2 separate regions of the Ovis aries genome follow, and region 1 is linked to region 2. A link is a contact called in public Hi-C data. All regions are on one chromosome and are shown on one strand. Each heading gives the region's core, a stretch centred on a gene start, on an enhancer-like site or on the middle of the called end of the contact. The rest is flanking DNA. Distances are from core to core; before and after follow the strand shown. Region 1 holds the start of SGMS1 (sphingomyelin synthase 1). Region 2 overlaps SGMS1 (sphingomyelin synthase 1).

Evidence for each region. A called contact is a pair of places that touch in the nucleus more often than the background predicts.
Region 1: a contact with region 2 is called in a Hi-C map of liver, with 1.7 times the contacts expected there. The contact joins the promoter of SGMS1 here to the enhancer-like site in region 2. A contact is called at or near these places in 2 of 16 Hi-C or Micro-C datasets (blood and liver).

The regions. Positions count from the first base shown.
Region 1 is chr22:8,806,622-8,809,321 of ARS-UI_Ramb_v3.0, reverse strand. SGMS1 (sphingomyelin synthase 1) reads left to right here and starts at 1,415. Exons shown (of 10, transcript XM_060404923.1): 1 at 1,415-1,603.
Region 2 is chr22:8,735,807-8,738,682 of ARS-UI_Ramb_v3.0, reverse strand. The region is part of intron 2 of SGMS1 (sphingomyelin synthase 1); the gene reads left to right. LOC132658440 (a long non-coding RNA gene) reads right to left here. Exons shown (of 3, transcript XR_009598091.1): 3 at 1,848-2,876. Among named protein-coding and RNA genes, the nearest start is that of SGMS1, 71 kb to the left of the region's middle. Within about 2 kb of position 1,547, at least 4 of the 54 cell types and tissues checked have an H3K27ac peak or open chromatin away from gene starts, as enhancers often do. A contact at or near this core is called in liver, where this site is marked.

The DNA.
Region 1 (2,700 bases), core at 166-2,665, 71 kb before region 2:
AACTGACTCACTGGAAAAGACTCTGATGCTGGGAAAGATTGAAGGCAGGAGGGGAAAGGGACAGCAGAGCATGAGATGGTTGGATGGCATCATCAGCTAAATGGACCTGAGTTTGAATAAGCTTCCAGAGTTGGTGATGGACAGGGAAGCCTGGTGTGCTGCCGTCCATGGGGTCGCAGAGTCGGACACGACTGAGCAACTGAACTGAACTGAAAGACTCCTTGACACATGTCAACACCATCTGCTTCCTTGAATGGCATTTTCTAGAAGTCCTAAGTCTGGCCATTCTGCATAAACAGCACTTCAGATAAGTCAGCCAGCAGTCTTCTGGCACTTCCTCAGTTTGAAAAATTTACATCACAAGAAAGCAAGCCTTTCTTGCACTTCTTTGGTGCAAACTGATGAAAATATTCAATAGGGCTACTATGACTCAAAGAGCTTTGCCCTCTGTACACTCAAAAGATGTTGCTGAACTGAATTGCAGTTTTTATTTTAAACCCCTATGTGACAAATGTACTTTTAAAAATCTCCCTGAAAGAGCAGTATAGTGACGTAACAGTGAAGCATCCACAGTGAAGGGTGCGATTAAACGCCGGCACTGGGTCACACTCTCTGCCCAGTTCACCCTCTTCTGGGGCAAAATTTCAATGCCTCGTTTATAAAGTGAGGAGCCCTAAAATTTAGTTGAAATAAAGCAGTATAATGTTCACCAGAACCAGCTGGAGGACTTAACTGAGGTGGCAGGATACCTCCTCTCCCCCAGTAGTGTTTCTGATTCAAAACGCTGGAGGTCTAGCATTTCGCATTTCTAACAAATTCTCGGGTGATGGCGACTCATCTGGTCCTAAGGCCACAGGGACCCCAAGTGGTTCGTGGCAGGACATCAATAAAGGTTCGCTATTCCAGCTGTGCACCGGCAGGGGCTCGGGGATATTACATCTCAGGGACAGCGATGGCCTCTGTCCAGACGTTCCCAGCGACCCACTACGTCTCCGCAGGGAACAGATCAGAAGAGGGAAGCAGCTGGAGCAACGGCGTCACTGCCTTACAGAAGGGGGCCCCTTTCTCCAACTTGCGCCTCTGGGAAAAAGCACAGGCCATCCACCCCCGGAGTCCTGCCCTCTCGATTTCACAGCCGTTTGTTTTTAGCCCTCGCGGGAGTCTGTCCTCTCAGAAACCTAGGGCCAGAGCCCGGAATCCAGCGCCCTCGGGCGGGGCGGAGGCAGGTGCGGAGCAGAAGCTGGAGCCCGGCGTGAGGGCGTGGCGGGGAGCCGAGCTCTCTGCTCCCATCCTGCCAACTCTCCGGCCCGTCCCGACTGCCCACCGACCGAGGGCCCAGCGGAAGATGGCTGCCCGGAGCGCCGCGGACAGTCACGTGTCACGGCGATACCGCCGCACGCCCCCTCCCCCGCTCGCCGAGTCCCGGACCCCGCGGGTCGCGCAGCCCTAGGCTGCCTCTCCGCCACCCGGGTACCGAGCGGTACAGACAGAAGGGAACATCCCACTGCAGAAAGCCGAGAGCTCGCCCGGGCGTCCGCTCCCCGGGCGCAGGAGTCCACCTCTGGCAGCCGGAAAAAACCTTCCTTCGAGCGACCTGCACCAGGTCGGGCCACTGGGCATGCGCAGTGCTCCGGCCCGCGTGCGCCGGCTCTCCAGCTTTTTCCCGCAGCTCCGTCGGGTCGGCAGGAGGTGGGGCCGGGAAGGGGCGGGCCCGAGTCTCCCCCCTCCAATTGAAGGTACTCCAGGCCTTGCTCGCCTTCGCTCCCTGTTTTTGGGGAGTCTGTGAATAGAGGTTTGAGGATGAACCTTAGAGTGTGAGGTCCGCCATTTAAATTTTGTTTGTTTGTTTGTCTTTATGATCAATCACGAGTTAATTCCAAGTGCTGTACTCCTAGGCTCGGTGGGAAAGAGAATCCTCTGGCAGCCAGCAAACTCGTGCCTGCGAACCGGGTCTCCAGGAGGCCGAATTTGCGTTCTCTGCTCTGACCGGCTACAGCTCTTCAATTCTGGTTTTGCTCCAAGTGGAATACTGTCCCCACGCGTAAAAGCTGGCTTTCGTCCGGCCTCACTAAACGGCCCCCGAAAAATGTGCAAGCAAGGCCTCTCTCCTCGGAGGAGAAAACGCCCGCCTCCCGAGTTTTCAGCTACTTGAAAATGAAATAACAGGGTGCCAAGCCTCGCTTGCCCCTAGGTGCGCAGTCTGGCCGGAGTCCTGCTGGGTCCGGGGACGAGCTCCCTGCAGACCCCGCCCGCCTGCCCCGCCCTCCCAGCTGCCGCGAACACCCGGAGGAGCGGATTTGCGTAGCGCGGGCAGCTGGGCCGGCTCGGGCAGCGGACTGGGCATGCTCGGCAGCCCGGGAGGCTCGCGGTGGCTAGTCGGAAGCGTTCGCACCAGCTAGGCAGTGGCCGGGGCAGCGGCGGCGGCAGCGAGGGGCAGCACGGGAGCGGGAAGGGCCGGCCAGGGAAGGCTGCTCTCTCCTAGCGCCCGACGAGCCGGACAGAGAGCGCAATCCGGGTACGGAGCCCCAACGCTGCCCTGCCCCGGATTTCATTCCGCGGCTGGGGGCTCGGCGAGCGGAATTCCGGCGGCTGCCGCGACTCCGGTGCAAGTGAGTCGGGCGGCGGGAGAGAGCCGATCGCTGGGGAGCAGATCGGACACCCACCTCCGGGGTCTGGCTTGACGCCAGGAAAGGTGTGCCG
Region 2 (2,876 bases), core at 298-2,797:
AAGTTCTTCCAAGCCTAGTCCCTAGAGCTGACCGCAGCTCGGCTGTCTCCTTTATCACTCGTGGGGCAGACCATGGTGGACTGGCATTTAGGGGTGTGGTGGAGTGTGAAATTTGTTGGTTGTGTTAATGACACTTTTTTTGCGTCCTTGTTCCATGTGACCAGGCAGTTCTCTGTTCATCTGTGGTCCATTTCTTGTGCTCTGTCTGTGGGTGCCCTCTCTACCTGCGACAGCCCCCAGAAGTTGAGGAGGCCCTTTTCCACCTTTGTTGGATGTTCTTAGTTCCTGTGTCTTAAGGAGATCTTGATCAGTTTTCTTATGATATCTGTTGGTTTCTCATGCAAATTCAAGTCATCATGGCCCATCCTGCTTCACCAGAATTCTAGGAAATTTATAGATTAAGTTGCTTGAGCTATAATTTTTTTAAGAATTCTTGATTGTGACACCCAAAAGGAGAGTGAAGGTGGTATGATCTTTTTTTTCTATATCTTTTTTCAGAAAATTCCTAGTTTCTTCCTATAGCCTTACTTTGACTCTTTTACTCTAATGAATACTAAAGTATGGAGCTAGTTTTAAAATATTAATTTTGCTAAGGATTCCTGCATTTTCATAGAAGTCTCTTAAAGGCTTTAGGAGTTGAAGTTCTGTGTCTCATGCACCTGTGATAAATGGTGAGCCAATATTTATGATCAGGTACGTTGTATGGAAACTCCTAATTCACTCACGTAGGCTGGTCTCACTGTAGAACGTGACAGCAAGTGGTGCCTAGGTTGTGTGCAGAGAATAGTGGTAGATGGGGCGAGACCAAGAGGTGGAAGACATGCTGGGAGGACTTTTCTACATTACGCCACGACCCTTATCTCTTTGCTGTGTTCAAGGGCCTTGTGACATCCCTGTATTAGGGCCTATCAGAATCATTCCATCTGTTGCTCTTAATGTAAGCATAACCACACATTAAGATAAAGACTAGCAAATTGAGCATCAGCAGCTTAATAATTAAGAAAATACGTCTTTGCTGGCTCTTTGAACTAACTAATATAGATAGCCCCTACAAGAGAAATAGCTGTAGGCTTTTTAATGAATGACATGATTTTAATGCATGACACTAAGCGCCTGTCTTAGAGCTATTAGCTGTCATAATTTATCAAGTCTCATGTTAAAAGCCATGATTCAGAGAGGCAAGCATGAACTTTTCCACTTGCCTTACCTTGCTGAGGTCATTTTAAATGTCCTAAGTTAGAAATTGGGTAAAGATATTTAGTTTGCCAAACTGAAAATAAAAGAATATGACATTTAGCTTAGAGTTGAAAGTAGATTTTTTTTTGCTTCTAAGTCACAGTACTACTGTAATGTAATAATAGTAATTTTCATTTATTGAGTGAGTATTATATGCCAGAAAACTAAGTGCTTTTTATACATAATCTTATCTAATCCACAGAGCAACTCTATGAAGATAGTCCCATTTTACAGATGAGACAGCTGAGTTACAAAGAGGATAAATGCCTTGACTGAGGTCATACAATAAACTGGTAAATGTTAGAGCTGGCATTTGAACTGAGGTGGTTTAACCCAGGTCCAGATTCCTGACCACTGGCTCAACCTGTTTCCCTTAAATGGATGATGAAACCTCACTTTGTCATTGTTTGGTTGCTAAGTCATGTCTGACTCTTTTGCAACCCCATGGACTGTAGCCTGCCAGGTTCCTCTGTCCATGGAACTTTCCAGGCAAGAATACTGCAGTGGGTTGTCATTTCTTTCTCCAGGTGATCTTCCAGACCCAGAGGTGGAACCCATGTCTCCTGCATTGACAGGTGGATTCTTTACCACTGAGCCACCAGGAAAGCCTGGAAACCTCACTAGCTAAGGCTAACTGTGACCTATTGTGGACAGGGCTAATTTAACTTCACTTAGGAATGTTTAACCTCAGCAAAGAGCACAGCATCGTGATAGGTGCTGTGGCTGTATTACTTTTCTATGGCTGCTGTAATGAATTACCACAAACTTGGCGACTTAAACAACACACATTTATTTTCTTTCAGTTCTGGAGGCTAAAAATCCAAAATGCATTTCACTGGGCTGACCTCAAGGTGCTGGCAGGGCTGTGTTCCCCCCTGGAGGCCCCAGGAGACAGGCAGTCCCTTGGCTTTTCCAGCTGCTGGTGGCTGCTGACACTCCCTGGCTTGTGGCCTCTGTCCTCTGGTCTCTGCCTCCTGGTCATGTTTCCTTTCCTTCCGTCCACTGTCCGATCACCCTCTGCCTCTTTTTTATAAGGATACCTTTGTTTGCGTTTAGGGCCCATCCAGATAATTTTCCCATCTCAAGAACCTTAATCACACATGCAGAGTCTTTTTTTTTCCATTAAGGTAACATCGAAAGATTCTTGGGATTGAAACATAGATGTCTTTGGGTGGGGGAGCCTGCATTATTCAGCCACGGTGACAAATAGAAAGAATTAGAACTTTCAGTCCACCTTGTAGGAGTATGCTTAATTTCAACAATTCCCTAACTGTTCTGCAGGACACAGATGCTAAAAATGTGAAAAAAATTTCATGGTCTAACAGATTTGAGAGTTATTGTATAATATATCCCTCTTTAAGGAGATTCACAATGTACAATGTAGGCTTTGACAATTTCTAGGACAGAGGAAGTTGCTTAACTTAGTTGAACCCAGAATTCCTTAGACATAATTGATTAAGAAGCACTTCTTTTTAAGGGTACACCTATTAACATGCCATGATGTACTTCTAACACACTTTAGGAAGTATAGTACTAATAAGTAGGTACTAGTATTTATTACCTGCTAGTCTTTGGAAGGCATGGGGGAATGTCTTTACTGACTTTGTGTTACTTAATAACTTAAACATACTTGGAATTGA